Linked DNA regions of Mus musculus: all the other regions are linked to region 3. The links are chromatin contacts, called in public Hi-C and HiChIP or PLAC-seq maps. All regions are on one chromosome and are shown on one strand. Each heading gives the region's core, a stretch centred on a gene start, on an enhancer-like site or on the middle of the called end of the contact. The rest is flanking DNA. Distances are from core to core; before and after follow the strand shown.

Region 1 (5,101 bases), core at 558-3,057, 160 kb after region 3:
CAGATGCTGAGAGGATCCACAGTGCTAACAGGGTGCCTGTGGAGGAAGTGTGGTAAAACTACCCAGAGCCTGTGGGACACAACAGCTGGAGCAGGGTTTCTTGTCAGCACATCCCCTGAGGACTGTGTGTGCTTCTGAAGTGAATCCCATGGCCCCATCCTGTGAAGGTTGATGTCTACAGCTGGTTGGTGCCTTTGTGTAGGACCAACCCTGTCCCTAGGCAGAACTAAATAGGAAGCCAAATTATGATCCAAAAGTTGGTTTGTAAGCGTGAAACTTGGTGGTGTTTTCCATTCTTGATGGTTTTAGACCTGCATCCTGTGGACTCTGGGTCCAGTAGGGTCTCCTTGCCTGGCAGGACTGTGTTCATTTGGGGCCTTTTTCTGCTTCCTTCATATTGAATCAGCTCCAGCCAGGCCCTCTGTACATTCTCCAACCCCTGCACAAGGTCCAGCTCTTCCTTCAGCTTGCCCTTCCCAGAAGTCCTTTCCTTTTGCTCTGGCTGTGAGACCAACTCAGGTTTCTACCTTTTTGGTATAAAGCTCTTCTCCCCTCCAGTTCCTGGTCAGCGTTGTCTTGATCCAGCTCTTGTCAGTTGGACATGCTGAGTCTCTCACTAGACTGTCAGCTCCTTGAAGGTCCATCTGCCCTGCCTTTAGGTATGACTCAGGGCTCGGCTCACAGGAAGGCCTCTGTGATGTGGATGGAGTGCAGGGCAGGAAGGAAAGTCTTTACCTCATCCAGCCCTCCACGGCCCGCTGACAGAGCTCAATGGTGTCCAGGACACACTCTATGACAAGCGCAATGGAGAAGACTCCATCTCATATTGTCTGTCCTGTGCCTTCCACATCGTAAGGTGTGCGGCCTTTGTCTTTCCTCCCTGCCTTTCATCTAGGTCACTCAGTAATCTGTTTCTCCTGCAGCCCTTCTTTGCCCCTAGCCTTAGGATCCTCACCTAAATCTACTTCAAGTAGCACTAAAGAGCTCGAAGCCCCTCCTACTGTGGGTCTCCATTGCGTGCTAAGCCTGGCCATCAGACACAGAACAAACAGGCAACATCTGCAGTTGCAGTTTCTGTGTGGACAGAACCGCGCCGTGCTGCTAGGTTGGGAGGCTTGGATGGCAAGCCCTGTATATGTGTGTCTCAGGGGCAGGGCAGGGCTGCTACTTGACCAGGCAGAATGTGGACAGTGGCTGAAGCCACAGCAAGAGAACTTGAACCCATTTTGGAAAGTCAGGCAGTCAGTGATATTTTGTAAAATGTATTAACTTAAAGACCGTGATAAAGCTGGGGTGACAGTGGCAGGTGGTATTTAATGTTGCCTCTAGCTTTTGTCCCCACAGCAATAGTATTTCCTAATACTATTTCAGTCTCGGTTTTCTCCTTGTGCTAAAATGCCAGTGCTCAAAAATATGTCAGAAGCTCATCAGATGATCAGGGTAGCTTTTAATTACAATAATTGTGTTGTTATAAAATATCCTTTTAAAGAATACATCCCTCCCCAAGCCACTGTGGGGATAAAAACCCTGCTTCCTTCCAGTAAGTTTAATGAATAATTCTGAATCATTGTGTGGGATGAATAAATGATTTAATAATGAGCATCAACAATCATCTCCCATTGTTGCATTAATTTTTGTAAATGGGATGAGGTAAATGAGGAGGAAGGGCTGTCACCATACAATAGACCACCATTTGTGTAGGAATGTGCTCTGTGATCCAAAAGATGAAGAGCTTCCAACCTCAGGTTTCCCTAGAAACGGATGCTTCCTGTTTCTACTTTTGAAGTCATTGACGGGGGTGGGGAGCGTCTTTGTATGGAACAGAAACACTGTCAGTAACTGGTGGAAATAAACAGGTATCAGGGCAGGACAGGCGCCCAAATGTGAAGCAGCGCTGCTTATTCGCAGTCTTCTTTGCTCGGCCTGGGGATAATCAGTTTCATCATATCCCAGGGATGCAGAAATTGGTTTCCCCCTAATTCACCTGATACCGAACTGGAGTCACAAAGACAGAGCGTAGATAATGAAACCTGGGTGGAAGGTGGAGGTCGGCTCGTCCCTCAGGCCTCTCTCAGCAGCAGGTTAGTGTGTGACCCAGTTAATGCCGATTGCAGTTTAAATTTCCCATCTTAAAAAAGAGAAAACAGGGAAGTCTCTGGCTGCCCATGTTTCCCCTTGATGTCTCGGCGATACCTTTTCTTTCCTCTCATTCTCCTCACAGAGCTTAAGGATGGTGTATTAAAGAGCCCGGGGCACATTTGGCAATTATAAAAAATTCCAGCAAGTTGATCTTTCTTGCAAAAGTTAATGAGTAATTTCACAGAATTCGTTTCATCTCTAGTATTTGTGTGCTTTTTAACAGAGAAACAGAAAGAAAGGGCGAGCTCTCAGCCCTTGGTTGCAGCCTTAGGATTTCAAGTTTTTAGAGAAGGTGGAGGTCAGACTGCATTACAGACAGAGGAGAACTTTAGGCCGTCTGTCTCACCACTACCACAGCTGTCTATATCCTGATGCTACCAGGAAGTGGATTCTGCTTGTGTTCATTAGAGGAAGTCCAACCCTGAGCCTGTCACACACTAGTGACCCCTTGATAAAGACTCACCGTTTAACAGGGACAGAGCCTGGCCTGGGTCACATCTCCCTAGCAGCAGCATTGCCGGGATGCCCACACTGCCTATAATGGCCAGCTGAGATCTGGATGGGAGACACACTTCCTAGAGCACTGCATCTTAAACTGAGATGTGCCCACATATGGGGTCACACTACTGAATATGGGATGGGAGACAGGAAAAGAAAACACACAGTGATCAAAAACTAACTCAGAATCAAACCCATCCCAACTGGAAGTGTTTCCAGCAGTATTAGCACCGTGCTGTATTGTCTGCAGTACACAGCATCCTTGCCGCCTTGGTCCTTAACACTCAGTGTGTGCACTTAGCATTATGCACACCATCACACCATGCGACACCCGCAGATGCTGCTGCCCAAAGTGTCTTTGCTCAAATTTGAGATTATTATATGTTATGAATTACAGGGTGTTCTTAAATGTACATGTAAAGTGTTCTGCTCTTATAGGAACATAATAGCTTAATTGCAGAAAACAAAGATGATTGTTTTCAACTCTCATTGCTTAGCGTGTAAGAACCAAATTAATGTATCTCTGGGTGGGGTTGTGTCAGGATGGGTTATTTTAAAAACTATTGTTTGAGTTGCTGACTGAGTTTCCTTTAAAATATGTTAATGGGCTTGGTTGTGATTAGGGCAGATATTGTAGCAGTTTCTGAAATGGCGTACGTGTGCTTCTGCTATCTCAGACTATTTATTTTCATGAGTTGACAGTCCTGGTATTGTAGTTGTAGTCAAAATGTCCACTCTGTAAAATGTCTTATATATTCAGCCAAGATTTAATTCTCTTTTTTAAATTTTACATATTTATTTTATGTGTACAGGTGTTTTGCCTATGTCTGCGTCTATATCATATATATGTTTGGTGCCAACAGAGACCAGAAGGCTGTCAGATACCCTGGGACAGGAGTTACAGGTGATTGTAAGCCATTATATGGGTGCAAGAAACTGAACCCAGGTCCTCTGGAAAGAGCCACCAGTGCTCTTAGCTACTGAGTCATCTCTACAGCCCTAAGATTTAATTCTTCCTATAAAATAAACAAGCAAGTCCATCTCATTGGTATACAGATTTGCTTTCATCTTTAATAAATGCTAAAATTATACATCTACAAAGAATTACAATGAAATAACTATGAGTTGTTGTCAGCAATTTTTTATTTACATACCTCTTTTATATTTCAGGATTGTATAAAAATCTCTCAAGCAAAATAGTATCATAAGTAGAAAAATTTAAGAAACACTACTCTAGAGTAGGTATTTGTAAGATTTTTCTTGAAAAACATTAGGCTGTAAATATTTGGGGTTTACCTGACCTGAGATCTCTGTAGAGCTATTTAGCAACATTTCTGTAATATGTAATTGGCAAGAGAGAACATGTCTACAACTGGTTATAGCCATGTTCCAACTATTAAAAAAAAAAAAAAAAAAAGGTGGTGGATCTGCCCCTGCCTCTGTCCGAGACATGTTCCCTCCCAAAAGACACTAGCTTTCTGAGTCCTTGGGTAGAGAGTGTGCATGCGTGATGGCTGTGTGCTTCCTGCAACCTGCTGTGGTCATGTGGCTGGCTCAGTATAGGGGTCTGCCCTCAGAGAACCTCCCCTGCTTCTCAGTTCATATTCCTGGGTGAGCCCAACACTGTGCCTGGGGCCTGTGATGCAGCCTGGAGCAGAGAAGGATTGGGAAGGCCATGGTACTACTTAAAATGTCCAATGGTTGATATTTACTTTAACATGTCCTAGAAAGACATAAGCAATTCAATAACTTAAACCCAGGTTCTGCGTAAGTCATAGGATAGCTAGGATGCAGAAGCCAACAAAGGGAAAACTTATGAAAGATGCCCAAGATGGCTGCTGTGGGGGCCAGTGGGATGGGAGAAGCTATGTAACAGGCAGGTAAGCACCAGGCCATCCATGGGTTGGGATAGAGCTTCAGTCTCACCCTTTTGGTGGCCCCTTCACCATGTGGCATCTCTTTCTGCTTTCTATTGTCCTTTGTAAAACAAAGGTTCTCATTCCACCCTCAGGGTTGATGCATTAGATAAAATGAGGCGTGTCCTAGAAGTGCTGGGCACCATGCCTGAACAGTGCTCCATACGGAACTATTTGCTGCTCTGTGATCCTGAACTATGATGAGATTTCTCAGCAGGCCATTAACTAGATGGGTGTTTCTGGCTTCCTTCTTTTCACACAAAACTCTCCAGGTAGAGCCAGGTGTGCTCTGAGGGCTAGCCTACAGTCTGCTCGGGAGCATCAACCCTGAGCAAAGGCTAGACCAAAGCCTCAGGGCTCCTGGAGGGTATGGGAAACTTGACTACTTTGAGCCTGAGATTATTTAGACTAGATAAGGAATACATGCTATTCCTAGTTTTCTGGAAAGGGACCACTAATTTAGAAGAGGGGAGAGCTACAAAACTAGATAATCCCTTTGGAATTTAACAAATAAATGCAGCTCTTTGTTAAAGCACACACTGTACCAC
Region 2 (5,013 bases), core at 1,383-3,882, 170 kb before region 3:
ACAGAGAATTCAATTAGATGACCTGTAGTCTATGGCCACAAAGCCATTTTCCTCCCTGAAATATGGGTCTGGGCCTTTTCCCAATTTCTTTTGTGTTCGGACCTTCCTTTTCCATGGGTTCCAAGAACACAGCCAGAGAAAACAGATGAATAAGCCCAGTAATTTGGGGCCATTTTCAGTTCCTGGGCTGGGTCCCTGGAGCACATGGATATTCAGCACATCAGCTCTGACCTTGCTGCTCAAATTCCTTTGTACCCAACATAATAATGAGCTTTGGCCTCTCAAGCAAGACAATTTTCCCAGGGCTTCAATGTCTATTCCTGTCCAGTGAGTGCCAAGTCCTGCGGCAGGCTGCCAGTTAACTCAAAAGCACTGTTCCAAAAACTCCAAACTGGTCTTTTCCTATTCTGGGAGGGTGGGGAGCCCCCAAGCTTCTCCCTAACTTCAGCCCCAAGTGTCAGGCAGAGACCTCTTCCGCAAGCCTCAGTAGATGCTCTGTTATCTGTCCCTTGGGAGCCAGCAGAGCCATCATCACTACAAACAATGAAAAGGCTTTCGATTTGGGTCAGTGTAGATCTGAGAGGTATTTGCAGATTTATTGCTCCACTGCCAGGAATTTGAGTTAGAATGATGGTAGCAAGACACCAAAATCCTAAGATGGACCAGGTGTAGTGAAAGGGAACATGCCAGCCCCATGTTCTTTCACCCTTGCCAATGTATGCTCGAGCTGTGAAATGGCGTTGTGTTGCATGTTCTCTGAAGGAGTCAGGATCAGTATTATGATCACTGGAGATCATCCAACCAAAAGATAGGGCGGCAACCAATCCAGACCCACAGAGATAAAGCAGCAGCTACTCCAGACCCACAAACTTGTATTGATCTCAAATTTGCTTTATAAAAACCTCATCTGCAGTCATGACATGCCTGCAATCCCGATGCTGTATAAGCAGAGGCAAGAGGACCAGGTCATCTCAGTTACAGACTAAGTTTGACTAAGGCCAGCCTTGACTACATAAGGCCCTTGCTCCAAAAATAACAATAACCTCCCCCAAAAAAACAGAGCAAACAAAGCTGATATGGCCTCCATGAGAGGTGCAGTGTAAACTTATCTGCTTGTGTGTTCAGGACTAACCCTAATATAAGGTGAGGCCCTAGAAAACATGGCAAAAAGTCTTCCTGGGATGTCGAACTTGTGGCCTGTGTGCTGCAGAAGCCCAAGATAGCTATGAATGTGGCCCAACATAAAACTCCTATGCATATTTTATTTGAGGGGATTTGTATTCTGTGACTTGATTATGAAGTTCTCAAAACAAGTGTGAACTTCATGAATAACAACCAAAGTCATGCCACTGTCAAAAGGTTAGTCACACCTGAAGCACGTAGTCTGGTAAAGCCCCAGACACCAACTTGTCTGGAAGGTGAGGCTAGAAAGCAGAAATCCAAACCTCTTCCTTGACCCCCTCAGTACTTCAGCTCACTACTTATGCATCAAGTATGTCCTTAACAAAGAATTCCTGCAAATTCAGGAAGAACTGAAATTTTATGCAGCATCTTAGTCTCTGATGAATCAGAGCAGATATAGCCTATTTCCTTTAAAAAAGGAAAAAAGAAGGGAGGGAGGGAGGAAGGAAGGAAGGAAGGAAGGAAGGAAGGAAGGAAGGAAGGAAGGAAGGAAGACACAAAAAAATTTAAACCCTTTATTTCTTTGTTCACTGTGAATGATCTGGGCTTAAATGGAAGGAGTTTGGGTGGTCACTTAAAAACAAATGTCAGTGCATGTGTGGTGGCACAAGCCTGTAACCCAAAGCCCTGGGAATGGGGTGTGGATAAAGCAGGAAGATCAAGAGTTCCAGGACATCCTGGGTAAGACCCTGTCCCCCCCCCCCAAAAAAAAGGAAAGAGGGATGGAAAGGGAAGAAGAGAAAAAAAGGAAAGAAGAGACAGAGGGACAGAGGGACGGAGGGTCTTAAAGACAGAAAGACCAATTTTGAATCGCAGATGCACTTCCTGGCTGTGTGTTTGCAGGTAAGGTCCCTAACCCCTCTGTACTTCAGTTCTTTCATCTGTAAATACAAAATGAAATGGACTTCCGAGGACAGCAGCCAGATCTTGTGAGCACTAGAGGCCAAGTAGCCCTTACCATCCCAGCTTCTCCCTTCCTTCATTCTGCCTTGTAATCTTCCCTCTTTCTCTCTCTCTGCTTTCCTTCCCTCCTCTGACTTACTCTTCCACCACATGTTAGAGAGCCAATAGTGAGTTTCCTGGGGTTATTAGAATAGCCCAAGATTCAAATTTTCCCCACCTGGTAGACTAGAGACTTAAAGAGTTGAAATGGCAGCACAGTGGGTATTTCACAAAGATGAGCTCAGTGGGGAAGGACTATACTCAGTCCCACTTCAGAGATAGAGAAACCAAGGCAGAATGAAGGTGGGAAATTGTCCAATGATCTTCAACAAGATTTGAACTCAGGTAGTCTGGCTCTGGGCAGCACCATACATAAGAAGGGAGAGTTTTTATATAATTCATTATGGGATGCCTTTCTTGCAGGCTACACTACTCCTGGGAGCCCAGTTCTTTATGCCTTCAGGCCCACTGAGGGGACATCAGTCACTAGTAATGAGCCCTGTAATGTGGGCACCAGTTCAATTTAAACAAATTACTCATCCTTTAGATATGCAAAGGTTCAGTTCAGTAGTGTCTGTCTGTTTGAGACCAGATTTCCCCAGGCTCCCAAGGGAAGAACAAGGTCACATGTCACTCTGTGATCACAGGCTCCATATATATCACAGTTCTTTGGCTGAGTGGCTTCATTGGCCTGTCACACCCTCAGAAGGTTGTTTCCACATCTCCAACCACCTTTGATTCTGACTGACGTTTCAAGTCCGGTGAGCCTCTGGACATTACCAAAGATCCAAGCAGACAGAGACTGAAAACAAACGCGCTACTTCTGAATGCAACGCATTGGTCCCAGAGACACATGAAGCAAGAGAATACGGCTCTCTATTCAGGACAGTTTCCAAAGTTCACCTTTCTGCCTCAGTCTTCATCTTTTTTTTTCCCCCTCTTGCATGAAAAGCCCTTTTCAAGCAAGGAAAATTGCAGCTGCCTTTTGCAGTCATTACATCGATCCCAGATGGAGAAAAATTCAAGCTCAGATGCCACAGAAACCTTTGTGTTCCCTGTTCCCTGGGGTGCCTGTTGCAGGAAGTGTGACTGGTGGGTGGAACTGTCCCAGCAAATGGATAAGCTGGAAGGATGCAAATCCTTTTAGCCATAAGCCCAGCTGTGGCTGTGCAGAGGGCGTTCTGGGTCCTAGGGCATTTTCAGACACAGCCTTTGATAAGGCTCTAACTTTGGTAGTGTTTTAAAGATGTTTTTAGGATGGCAGTCTGTATTCCAAGCTCGCCTTGAAATCACTCTATAGCCCAGCCTGGCCTCAAAGTCACATTTTACTTCCTCAGTCTCCAACCCAGATTGCAGGCATGCCCCACCAATGCCCACCTCAAAAGGTGACACAGCATAGAGTTGATTGTCAGCTGAATACTATCTTACGGCATTACCCAAACAGTCTGCTACCAGATACCTACCTGAGGAATGAAAATACGTGTCCACACAAAGACATACCTGTTGATATTAGTAAAACTATCATTCACAGTAAGTCCCAAATGGAAAGAGCCTCAAACTCCTGCCAAGGGGTGAAGGCTGCCCATATACTAGAATATTATTCAGTAATGAAAAAGAAGATTCCATACATGCTACATGGATGAATCTTGAAAACACAATGCAAAGGCAAAGAGAATACCACATGCAGCATGGCTGATTGCTAAAAATACCCAGTCGAAGTCCATCGATGGAGCTTGAAATGGTTGCCAGAGGGGACGGGAGGGATGGCACCTTACTGGGACCTAAAACTTGTAGGTTCTAAAACTGACATGACTGGAGATGTAGCTCCCCTGGACAGTGCTCACCCTGCCTATGTCAAGCAACACAGAGAAAATTTTAAAATGAATGGTGGTAATGGTGGCTTGGTTTGAGGAGGCTGGCTTCTTGCTTGATTGTGGTACTGGGAATCAAACTAAGAACCACAGTTCGTGCAGCAAGCACTGCACTGCCCAACCTATATTAAAAACATACACAGTTGTTATCTCCTCTCTCTCTCTCTCTCTCTCTCTCTCTCTCTCTCTCTCTGTGTGTGTGTGTGTGTGTGTGTGTGTATGTATGTGTGTGTGTGTGTGTGTGTGTGTATGTATGTGTGTGTGTGTGTAAGAGAGAGACAGAGACAGAGATCAAAATACATGTCTTCATGTTTGTTCAGCAAGTGTTCTTACCTACTGAGGCATTTCTCTGGCCTTCAAGTTTATGCACCTGTGTATGCACACACACACACACACACACACACACACACACACACACACTGTCATGAGACTTCATTAGAGTACAGTGAAGACTGACCAGGTAGGCTGGGGCCAGGCCATCAAGTATATTAACTGTCATGAGGTTTCATTAGACACCATGGTCTGGATGAGTAAACTCAAGGCCAGTAGACCATTTGAGAAACCAAAGGAAGGCAGCAGGAGAGGGTCAAGGTCCAGTATAAACCAGATTGGGAAGAGGAAATATGAGGTAAAGTCTCTCACATGAAAAATACTTAGTTTCAATGCCATGCTTCCAGAGTCCAAGCAATTAATTGTTTTGTAGTAGGCAGAAGCTGGAAAGAACCCAGATGCCCTTCAACAGAGGAATGGATACAGAAAATGTGGTACATTTACACAATGGAGTACTACTCAGCTATTAAAAAGAATGAATTTATGAAATTCCTTGGCAAATGGATGGACCTGAAGGGCATCATCCTGAGTGAGGTAACCCAATCACAAAAGAACTCACATGATATTGATACTCACTGATAAGTGGATATTAACCCAGAAACTTAGAATACCTAAGATATAAGATATAATTTGTAAAACACATGAAACTCAAGAAGAACGAAGACCAAAGTGTGGATACTTTGCCCCT
Region 3 (5,220 bases), core at 2,268-4,767:
TCGCCATAGAAAGAGCTGAAAAGTCTGTACCCTGGGAAGCTCCCCAGATCCTGAGGCTGGGCCTCAAATACAAGTGGGTTGGATCCAGAATTACCATCAATGTCACAATTTTCTTCTAACTGCGTGACTTTAAGCAAAGCCCCTTCGCCTGTGCCATGATTTTCTCCCATGAAAATAGGGAATTAAAATAGCAGCCATGTCATAGGCTAGCTGGGAGAGCTGAGTTTATACACACACACACACACACACACACACACACACACACACACACGCACGCACCCACAAGCACACAGGCACACACACCGCACAGTGCCTGGCACCTAGCCCTGTGCCCAGCAGGTGTTCGCTCTGGTCTCTTCACAGAGTTTGAATGAACATGAGAATCACCTGGAGAGCTTTGCCAGCCCTGGTGCTTGGCTCCCACCCCACATTCTAATTTAAAGTCAAAGGGGGTGGGGCCCCTGGCAACAGGGACTTGCAGTACAGGTGGTCTCAAACAGCAGCATGCTTGCTTGAAAAGCATATCTAAGAAGCTGCCTGTGACATAATCCAGTCTTCTCCCTTGCCAAGGCCAGGCACTTCCACTGAATTTTAAAATTCATGAATGTTTATAGGAGGAACCTAGTTAAGTACCTAGCTCTGGGTACTCCTGGATGTGGCCTCCAAACAGACTTTACTTAGAATCTGCAGAAAAAACTGGAGTTGATGCCTCTAAAAAGAGCTGCCTGCGAGGAGGGGTTGAGACAGGAAACTGAGTTCCCACTGAGCCTCTGAGTATCAATGGAGAGCGAGGTTGACCTGCGCACCCAATCCACGGGAACTTGAAGCTGTAGCCTCACCCACAAACCTGCCAGGAGTAGCTCCTCTTCCCACCAAATCCCAAAAAGGGAAACTCTAGAACTTAGCAAAAAGGCATGGGGGAGATTTCAGCCCAAGTTAGGGTGACAGCAAGACAGCTTTCCTGTCTGAGTACTGGCTCCCTGCATGGCAACATGCATCCAGGGCAGACCTGCATCCATTTCTCACTCTCACCCTAAGGACAACAGAAGATGTCCCTGGATAGAGCTCTCCTAAAGTGAACCCCCTGGGAAGCTGGAGGTAGAGCACCTGGGAGTAGCAGGAGGTAGGCTGGGTCAGCACCTTTTCTTGGTTCCAGTTTCCTGGGTGCCCTGGGAGCTTATTTTTGTGCCCCAAGAAAACACCATCTACCACTAACCCAAACTGAGCAGAACTTCCCCACCTTCCCTCCAGATCCCTTATCTCTGGGAAAAGGAAAAACTCATTGGATACTCTTTCTCATCATATACACAGAAAATGATTACCAGTGGGGTGGTAATGTTCCTTTGCCTATTTTTGCTAGGTCTCTTTGTTCAGATTTTTAGGCATGTACACAGATAGCATGCACACACGCACTTGTGAGCTAGCACGCATACACACACACACACACACACACACCCTACGTGGGGGAGGAGGGTGTTGGAGAGTGAAGAGAACACTGTGACTTCAATGCCCAGACTTAAAATCAGTTGGACTTTGGCTCCAGCCATCCTGCTGTCATCTGGCCCACAGTTCTCCTTGCATCCCTCTCACTCAGACCTCATGCTAACCCAGCATCTCTCCCCTGGCTCCTGGCTTACTCTGCATCCTTCACCTCCAAAGTTATTGAGTTCTGGGAATCATTTTAGACACTTGGGGGAGGGGTTAAACAAAAAGGCAAATAGCTCCCTTAATCCCCAAATGCTTTCTCCCATCTGCTGCGACTTTGCCAGTGATAGGACTTGCATAATGAATAAAGGGAAAGGCAAAGTTGATGAATCAAGGTGCTTGAAGGGTGGAGGGGGCCCGTGGAGTCATCTCCAGGCCAGGCAAGGTGTGCAGCGTTGTGATGGCTGCAGCACAGAGAGGAATAGATGGTGAGGGAGAAATGGAATGGGGAAAGAAGAGGTTCTAATCAAGGACCCTCAAAGCTCTGGGGAAGCGCCAGCACTAGGAGGCTTTGGTTCTGGTGCACTCTCCCTAACCTTTGCTTCATTTTCGCTAGTGTACAAGTTGCAGGAGGTACTCACTCTTTCCCTCCGTTCCTCCCTCCCTCCAACACACAAGCACACGGATCATACACGCCCCCCCCCCCACTTCCTTTCAGGTTCGCCTGCCTCTGTTTACCTCCATAAATGGATCCTCTCCCCAAAACGCAAGAGTTTAAAGACCCGGCTATGTGTCTCAAGACCCACCATCATATCTGGTGAGAGGGAACAGGAGGTGGGCGAGGGGAAAAGAGACTTTCCCCTTCCACACTCGGCCTTCACTCCCACCTGTGCTGAGCCCAATGCCTTGCTTGGCTCAATGCTACAAGGGAAAGTTGTCGTCCTGGATGACATTCCCCAATCGGAGACCTTGGGGTGGAGGGAAGCACGGCTGGGGAATGTTGGAGATGGATGGGAAAGGAAAGTGGACCCAAAGAGGGGGGCGAAGGGGAGGCAGCCCACCTGGACATGTGTTCCCTTTGGGGCCGGTGCGCTTTCTCCAGCCCCAGCTTGGTGAAGATGCCCACCAGCACCATGACAGCCACCACCCCGCAGATGATGTAGACGATAAGGTTGGTCTTGTCCTTGGTGGGGTCGTGCAAGGGGTCATCCTTACGCGCTGGGGGCTTGCCCGTGTTAAGCCAGAGTGGCGTGTCGTAGTTGGTACAGGTGCTCTGGTTCAGTCGCCGCTTCTTAAACGTGCAGCAGAACCGGAAGCCACAAGTCCCGCAGCAGAAGATGAAGTCGCCCGAGCTGCAGTTGAACGGCGGGTCCCACTGGCCCATGACATCGAAGTAGCCCCGACAGGAGTCTGGCGTGGGCGCTCGAGTCGGCGGTGCGTCCGAGCCCCCGACGCCCTCGCCGGCCTCTCCGGAGGCGGCTCCGGAGCGGTTGCCCCCTGTGAGCAGCAGTACGCCGCCCAGTTGCGCTAGCTGCCCGTGCCCAGATCGCTCCTGCGCCCGGCACATGCGGGCACACAGCTCGGTGAGGAAGCAGCCGAGAAGCAGCCGAAGGACTCGGCGCATCGTGTCTCCCAACCCGGGCTGGAGCGCTCGGCCGCCGCTGGAGCCGCTACCGCCGCCTCTGGACGCGCGGCCGAAGCTGCCGAGGCTGCTGGCGGGGGCTGCGGGCCGCCGCTGGCCGCACATGCAGGGAGGCGGCGCGGGGCGCTCGGTGGTCGGCGGCCACTGCGCTCGGCTCAGACTGCGTTCGCCTCCAGCGCGACGCGCGCCGAGGAAGGGGGCCGGCCGGGGAGGAGCGCGCCGGGGCCGGGCGGGGACGGAGCAGGAGCGGGGGCCAGCGCGGGGTGCAGGTCCTGCTGGCCACCGGGGGAGGCGGGGGTGGAAAACAGGAGAGAGTCGCTGTGTCCGTAACTCCCTTCCACCCGCCACCCGGGACTCGGCTCCCCACGTCCGCTCGCTCGCAGGATGCTCTTCACCTCTCTAGCACGCCAAGTGCGCTGGAGAGAGAGAGAGAAGCGACACTTGTGGAATGAAGGGAGGGCCAGAGGGAAGGGGGAAGGGGAGGAGGGCGGATAGAGGAGGGGTGGTGGTGAGCGCTAGCTCGAAAGGGGCGGGGGCGCGTAAAGAGGTGACTCGGGCGGGCGGGGGCGAATAGGGGGCGTGCAGAGAGAGCTCGGGCAAAAGCAGCAAGCTCCACCGCTGCCAGGCTCGAAAGAACAGCTCTGATTTCTCGGCAGGTGGAAAGAACCACGGCCGGGACCTCTGGCACCCTCTCGGGGAGAAAGGTGCTCCTCACCCCAAGCAAAGACTCAGAGGTGGTTCCGCCCTCGATTTCCCCCCCTAGGGGTGCGTGCGCAGGAGCTGCGATTGCAATCTGTCGATCAGGGAAGGGGTGACTAGGAGAATCGGGACAGATTAGATGGCTTGCTCACTCCAAGACACACTAGAAGCAGTGTAGACAAGATCTCCCTCCTCCTCCCGGGCGTGCAGGAACTGCCTTGCCCTTTCCGGGGATGCGACCTCATGCCTGGCGCGAGCCTGGGATGGTTCGAGTCCCTGAACAGAGAAGAGGCTGGAACTGGGAAGGTGGGTTAGGTGTCAAACCCCTTGGGCTGTGGTAAGCACCCCAGAACAGGGGCTTGGGAACTCATATTAAAAGCTGGGTGGTCTGGCGAGGCGGTCAGCGGACAAAGCGAAGGCAATGGCTCACCCTGGAAGGGCTCTCCTAAGAACTCCCCTAGCCCTTAGGACCTGCCGCTTTCTGTCCCTCTTCGCCCCCGCAGCGAACGCTGAGCTCCACAGGAGGGCACACAGCGGCGCCGCCTCTGCGCTGGCAGTTTTGGCGCAGCGCAAGGCCTGGGCACTCATCCTCAGCCACTCGTTTCTGCAGCCCGCGCGACAGTCTCCAGAGCAGGCTGTCCCCTGTCCCCACGGAGCCCCCCTTCCCCGACATCCTCACCGAGGTTGTTTCCTTGGCTCCCAGCATCTCTTCTCAACCTTTCCAAATTTGTTCTCTCTTCCTTTCTCCTGACTGATTCCTCCCAGCCCTCCATAAGCCCTCGACCATTTCTCCTATTTCTTCCTGCCCTCTACTTGAATTTGATTTCAATAGCCCCTAAATCAGGATTCACATCAAAGCTGCTAAGCTAAATTTATATCCCCACACGCCCTGGCGTTTTGTTTTTTAATTGTATTAACTGAGTATGCTCTTTGCAGTAGGCTGGGTGAATCACAGAGGAAGCAATGTTTTCTGTTCCCTCTCCTCTTGTTTGGTTTCAGCTGCAGGACTCTTGGGGGAAATTTTCAAAGGACCACGAAGTTGGGCCACATGTAAAATGGTCTGCTGGGATCCTCTTAATTGATAATTTATGAGAGGATTTATTAAGACTGTGTGGCAAGTTTTTTCCAAATCAAAGGGTTTGGCTAAACTCCCCCTCCCTTTGATGAAAGAAGATTTACAAATGCAGCCCAGGGCCACCTTGGTAAACCACACCAGGTCTTAGAGCCAAGACTGACTGCAGTAGAATGTACTCCAACCCATCCCCCACTGTGAAAAGGAAAGAGAACTGCCAACCAGCTTCCTCACCATAGGACCCTGCAAATAGGGTGGGAGGCATATTTGTCATACTGGCAACCCACAACTGCTACCACCTTGTCCATCCCATAAACATTGGTGTGGGAGCTGATGGCAGCTGACATTTCTCTGTGAGTTATAGCACAATCCCTAAGCTTGC
Region 4 (5,105 bases), core at 209-2,708, 200 kb after region 3:
TGGGCAGCCAGGCCCTCTGACCTGCACCTTCTATAAGAACAAGCACGCTACAAGACCCTAGCTCCTTTGTCAAAGCTGACGGGTCCATAACTAGATACATGGCCTAAACTGGACGGATCTGATTCTCCTTTGGGCCGTCCTGTCTCTAACTGTGTTGGTCTTCTCTTAGAGACAGTATTGTCTGGGACCAAGGACGACCACTGCTCAGTGCTCTGAAGACAAATTAAAGAGAACAGAAGAGAAGCCGAGGTGAGACACTGGAAAGTGAGACTGTTGGTTTACTTCCTGTGTCCTGAGAGGCTCACGCGGTGGGCACATTGCTCATAGTCGATCGTATGATGCCCCTGCATCCTATGTCAAATTTCCTCCGCCCTAAAGGTTGCAATGAAAGAGTCTGTTAGTCTGTTTGTGTCTTGAGGATCCAGCTGATTTTCTTCCTTCCTCATCAGTCTTGAGCCTCTTCCATAGCCCTGTGGGTGGCCCTCATCCTCCTGGGAGTCTCATCTCCTCATCTATAAAACATGAACAGAAATAACGACTGCATGGGTTTATGAAACAAGTTAAATAAGATATAGTTCTGCAAGTATAGAAAAACTATTATTATGTATCACCTCTCTTTTGGTAGAAAATAAATTACTTAATAGCAAAGACTATGTGTGTGTGTGTGTCTGTGTCTCTGTGTGTGTGTCTGTGTGTGTGTGTCTGTGTGTGTGTGCGTGTGTGTGTATGTGTGTGTGATTGTGTGTGTGTGTATGTGTGTGTGTGCATCTGTGTGTGTATCTGTGTGTGTGTGTAAATCCCAGGCCATTGCAAGAGTGTCAGAGGAATGAGTGGTGGATACTTGATGAGTTCCTGCCATGGATGAACTTGTATGTAGTACTTCAGGCTCCTAGAGATAGTTAGATATTGTGTGTGTGTGTGTGTGTGTGTGTGTGTGTGTGTGTGTGTGTGCGCGCACATGCACGCATGTGAGGATGCAGAACACATATGATACAACATGCTTGTAGTGCAACTTCAGATGTGGTCTCTTGCCTTTAACCTTGTTGGAGGCAAAGTGTCCTTTTGTTGTTAGCTCTCTTATTCCAAACTAGTTCACCCATGAGCTTCCGAAATCTTCCTGTCTCCTCTTCCCATCTTACTTTAGGAAAATCAAAGATTCAGATTTGCATTGCTGTGTTTGGCTTTTACATAGATTCTGGTGATTCAAATGCAGGTCCTTTCTATTACAGTGTCTTAGGATTTTACTAATATGAACAGACACCATGACTAAAGCAACTCTTATAAGGATAACGTTTAATTGGGGCCGGCTTACAGGTTCAGAGGTTCAGTCCATTATCATCAAGGCAGGAGCATGGCAGTATCCAGGCAGGCATGGTGTAGGAGGAGCTGAGAGTTCTACATCTTCATCTGAAGTCTGCTAGAAGAAGACTGGCTCATGGGCAGCTAGGAGGAGGCTCTCAAAGCCCATCCCACAGACACACGCTTCCTCCAACCAGGCCATACTTCCTAATAGTGCCACTCCCTGGGACAAGCATATTCAAACCATCACACACAGCAAGCAATTTATCCCCTGGGCTGTCTCCTCTGCCCAGATATTACTATCAACTCCTTCTTGCCTGTGAGGAAACCAAGGCTTAGAGGAGGTGTGTGTCCCTCGGAGCCACACAGCTTGCAGTAGCAGCAGGTTTGCAGTTTGCTGTTTCTGCCCTGTGAGCTTCCCCAGCGGCTTTCCCAAGCTTCAGGGCCCCATAACTGCTCTGAATCTGGAAGGCATTGGCAGAGCAGATGGGCTGCCAGGGAGCAGCAGGCTGAGCCTCCTGCCTGCCCTACATCTGCTCCCTGGAAGTCCCTGGAGCTGGAGCTGATGTGGAAACCAGGGACAGGACAGGAACTCTACCTGCCACCTGCTTGGCATGCAAGCCTTTCTTTACAGCAAGGGTTGGTGACAGGAGCCTCCCACGGACGTGCAGATTCCTCTTGCTCACCCAGTTTAATCAGGTGGAGATGCCAAGCCGCAGCATGATCACCTACAGATGCCACATGGGCAGACGCCACCCGTCACCTGCGTATGCCTCAGCCTCTGCTCCCCACTCCACCCAAGGTTCTGGGGCATTGCTTTGCTTGCTGCTGCTTTTATTTTAATTAAAGCAAATGAGTCATCCATGTGGCCAAATGCTCAAACAGCAGCAGAAGATATAGACAGATATAGATGCAGATATAGCCTCAAAGCTCCTTTTGCAATACAGTCCTCCAAGGCCACCTCCCTGAGAGCCGTCACCGCTTCAGTCTCTTAGCCTTCCAGAAAAACTTCATGCATACCCAAATCTAAGAATCTATTTTAAAAGCACAGGCACACACATTTTCCTCTAGTTAATGTGCCATGCTGGGACCTTCTCAGTGTCCCTTGGTGGAGAGAATGCTTCCTGTGCTGCCCCAGGACTGTGTGACGTCGTTTTGTTATTGCCTGGAATGGGTGATGGCCCCACCCAGTGCCTTGGTGAGCACTTCACATAACCTGGATTTGCTTCGGATGCAGGGAGCTTCATAGAAAGCCAGCTCCTGGTGGCAGAATTGTTGGGTCAAATGTTACCTTTACTTTTAATTTCAATAAATGTCAGCAACTTACCACTGGAAATTGTGTAGATTGCCAGGGCAAGTTTCTTCCTGCTCAGTTTCCCGGTGTGGGGTATCCAGCTGTCTTTGAGAGTCTGAACATTCCTTTAGCTCCTGCAGTGTGCCCTCCTCCAGGCACAGCCCCGCCCATGAGTTATAAGTCAGAATCATGAGGCTGGCTGCCAAAAGTGTTTTTAGAAAAAAAATCATGTGGATAATATGAATAATGCACGCTCACATAAGTGATTGAAACAAGTGCCCAAAAATAAAGAGAAGGTTTGACGACGCTAAATTTGTGATAAATGTGGGATGCACAGGCAAAACCATGGTTCTGGGTTGTTTGCTTGTTTGTTTGTTTGTTTGTTTGTTTGCCTTGTACGGTTGCTTATGTGTTTGGTGCATGTGTGTATATGTGTATGCCAATATGTATGCACATGTATGCAGGAATATGTGGAGACCATAGTCTTCCCAAGTGCTTCCCAAGGACCCATGCACACATGTCCAGGTACACATGCCCATACAGTTTAAAGGAGATTGCCAGTATCTTCTGTCATTCTCCATCTTATTCCCTTGAGACAGGGTCTCTCATTAAACCTGGCACTTGGGGTTTAGAGCTAGACTTGTTGGTGGCCAATGAGTGCTAATGATACTCCTGTCTCTGTACACCTTGTCGCTGTTCCCAGAGCTAGGTTCCAGTCACAAATGGCCAAGCCCAGCTTTTACAGAGGTGCTAGGGATTTGAACTTGGGTCCTTAGGGATTTTAACTTGGGTCCTTAGAGATTTGAGCTTGGGTCCTTAGGGATTTGAGCTTGTGTCCTTATGCTTGCATTGCAAGCATTTCTACCCCCTGAGCCATCTTCCCAGCCCCCACCTTGTTTGTCGAGTCTGAGTCTCTCTTTGGCCGGGTTCTCACCAACTAAGCAAAGCTGGATGGCCAGCAAGCCCCAGTGGCCTGCTGCCTGTCTCCATCTCCTCAGCAGTAGGCTGCAGCAGGATTCTAAGGATGCCAGCATACCTGGCTTTGTTTTTAACCTGAGTTCTGGGGATCCAGCTCAAATCCTCATACTTGCAAGTACTCTGCTAACCAAACCATCTCTCCAGCCTCATACCCTTTTATTTTTAGCAAGCTCACTAAGTCTTATGTCTGAATCAGAAATGTACCCACAAGTTCATGTTTAGGGTGCTTGTTTCCCAGTAACAGTGATATCTGGGGGATCTTTAGGAAGTGGCACCTAATTGGCAGAAGTGGGCTGGGCCTTTGGAGATTATAGGCTGGTGCCAGTTCCTACCACTCAGTAAGCCAGGCTCCATCCATTACGTGGTCCCACTACCATGTTGACTTCCTCCTCCTCCTCCTCCTCCTCCTCCTCCTCCTCCTCCTCCTCCTCCTCCTCCTCCTCCTCCTCCGTGGTGATGGACCAGCACGCCCACTTCCCAACCTGGAACCATGAACACCTAGGCTCCCATGTGATGGAGGGCAAGAGATAACACATCGGATCAAGCAGTAGTCCCAGAGAACAGAGGCTCGCTAATCATTTTCTTTGTTTTTTATATTTTCATGCATAGACATGTTGATGCTCTAAAAAGTTTTAAACCCTCACTTCCATCTTCCATGTCCCCTTCCCTCCTCTTATTCCATCCTCCCTTCTTCCTTCTCCCTCTCCTTTCTCCTCTCCCTCCTCTCCCTCCCTCCCTCCCTCCCTCCCTCCCCCTCACTCCCTCCCTCTATTCCTTTCATTTGCTGCCCCTCCTTTCTAATTTGGTTCAGGTTGGGAAGGGCCAACAACTTGGGCCTCATCCCAGCACTGACTGCGCCTCCATCCTTTGCTCTAAGGAATGTCGCGGAGGCAGCTGTCTGTACTTGACTCTCTTTCAGGCCCTGTAAATAATGATGTAATGCACATTCAAAAGATTCATTTTCTTGTCTAATTTTGGGCCTCTCTGCATGTCTTGTGGTTGCAGCCCTATGCCCTTTCTCCATAATAAAAGGACTTAAAAATACTTTATGATCTCATTGATATACTATTAGTATAAAATTGGTATAACAAAATTATTATTATACATTCAAACATTCTCCTGGAGCTGAAAGTTCATGGTTTGTTTTTTTTTTCCCATCCTATAGATCTTGGCCTGGTGCTTACTAGATATAATGGAGAATCTGGCCTCAAGTGAACGGAGCCTGCCACATTGCAGTCATTACCGTTCTTTATTTTCACAGCAATGAGCTCATGCTGAATGTCTCCCCGTGAACGTCCTTCACCCTTGGTATGCCACAGCTGCTTCTACAAATAAATAGGAGTTCACTCTTAGTAAATGAACTTACTAAGTTCCATGGCTTGGCTCTGACAGTGTCTATTCACTCCAATTCCTGCCCGACCCGTGAGCAGCCGTGGCTTCTATACCTTCTCTGCCTGGTTCCAGTATCTAAGTCTCAGCTCCCAGCACGGGTTATCCAGAGAGAGGGAAGACAGGCAGCTAAAGAAACGCCTGC

The links. Hi-C and Micro-C count contacts between places; a contact is called where the count stands out from the background. HiChIP or PLAC-seq counts read pairs in DNA pulled down with a chosen protein or histone mark.
Region 1: a Hi-C map of cortical neurons shows a contact between it and region 3, with 1.8 times the contacts expected there. The contact joins the enhancer-like site here to the promoter of Shisa9 in region 3. A contact is called at or near these places in 2 of 39 promoter capture datasets (embryonic stem cells and stem cell-derived epiblast-like cells), 3 of 484 Hi-C or Micro-C datasets (cerebral cortex, cortical neurons and nephron progenitors) and 1 of 115 datasets of contacts at active chromatin or transcription factors (neural progenitor cells).
Region 2: a contact with region 3 is called in an H3K4me3 HiChIP or PLAC-seq map of neural progenitor cells, with 8 times the contacts expected there. The contact joins the enhancer-like site here to the promoter of Shisa9 in region 3. A contact is called at or near these places in 5 of 39 promoter capture datasets (3T3-L1-derived adipocytes, embryonic stem cells, liver and 1 more), 4 of 484 Hi-C or Micro-C datasets (bone marrow-derived macrophages, cerebellum, cortical glia and 1 more), 9 of 115 datasets of contacts at active chromatin or transcription factors (astrocytes, bone marrow-derived macrophages, embryonic forebrain and 3 more) and 2 of 9 other capture datasets (liver and macrophages).
Region 4: an H3K27ac HiChIP or PLAC-seq map of neural progenitor cells shows a contact between it and region 3, with 7 times the contacts expected there. The contact joins the promoter of 4833415N18Rik here to the promoter of Shisa9 in region 3. A contact is called at or near these places in 2 of 39 promoter capture datasets (hippocampal neurons and stem cell-derived epiblast-like cells), 4 of 115 datasets of contacts at active chromatin or transcription factors (embryonic stem cells, forebrain, neural progenitor cells and 1 more) and 1 of 9 other capture datasets (embryonic stem cells).

Annotation. Positions count from the first base shown.
Region 1 is chr16:11,821,712-11,826,812 of GRCm38.p6, reverse strand. The region is part of intron 3 of Cpped1 (calcineurin-like phosphoesterase domain containing 1); the gene reads left to right. Among named protein-coding and RNA genes, the nearest start is that of 4833415N18Rik, 45 kb to the right of the region's middle. Within about 2 kb of position 1,807, at least 30 of the 459 cell types and tissues checked have an H3K27ac peak or open chromatin away from gene starts, as enhancers often do. A contact at or near this core is called in cerebral cortex and cortical neurons, where this site is marked.
Region 2 is chr16:12,149,925-12,154,937 of GRCm38.p6, reverse strand. The region is part of intron 2 of Shisa9 (shisa family member 9); the gene reads right to left. Among named protein-coding and RNA genes, the nearest start is that of Shisa9, 170 kb to the right of the region's middle. Within about 2 kb of position 2,632, at least 8 of the 459 cell types and tissues checked have an H3K27ac peak or open chromatin away from gene starts, as enhancers often do. A contact at or near this core is called in neural progenitor cells, where this site is marked.
Region 3 is chr16:11,982,410-11,987,629 of GRCm38.p6, reverse strand. It overlaps Shisa9 (shisa family member 9), which reads right to left and starts at 3,517. Exons shown (of 5, transcript NM_028277.2): 1 at 2,487-3,517. The coding sequence starts at 3,049. Gm32278 (predicted gene, 32278) reads left to right here and starts at 3,885. Exons shown (of 2, transcript NR_155455.1): 1 at 3,885-4,072.
Region 4 is chr16:11,776,055-11,781,159 of GRCm38.p6, reverse strand. 4833415N18Rik (RIKEN cDNA 4833415N18 gene) reads right to left here and starts at 1,458. Exons shown (of 2, transcript NR_126430.1): 1 at 1,313-1,458; 2 at 1-512.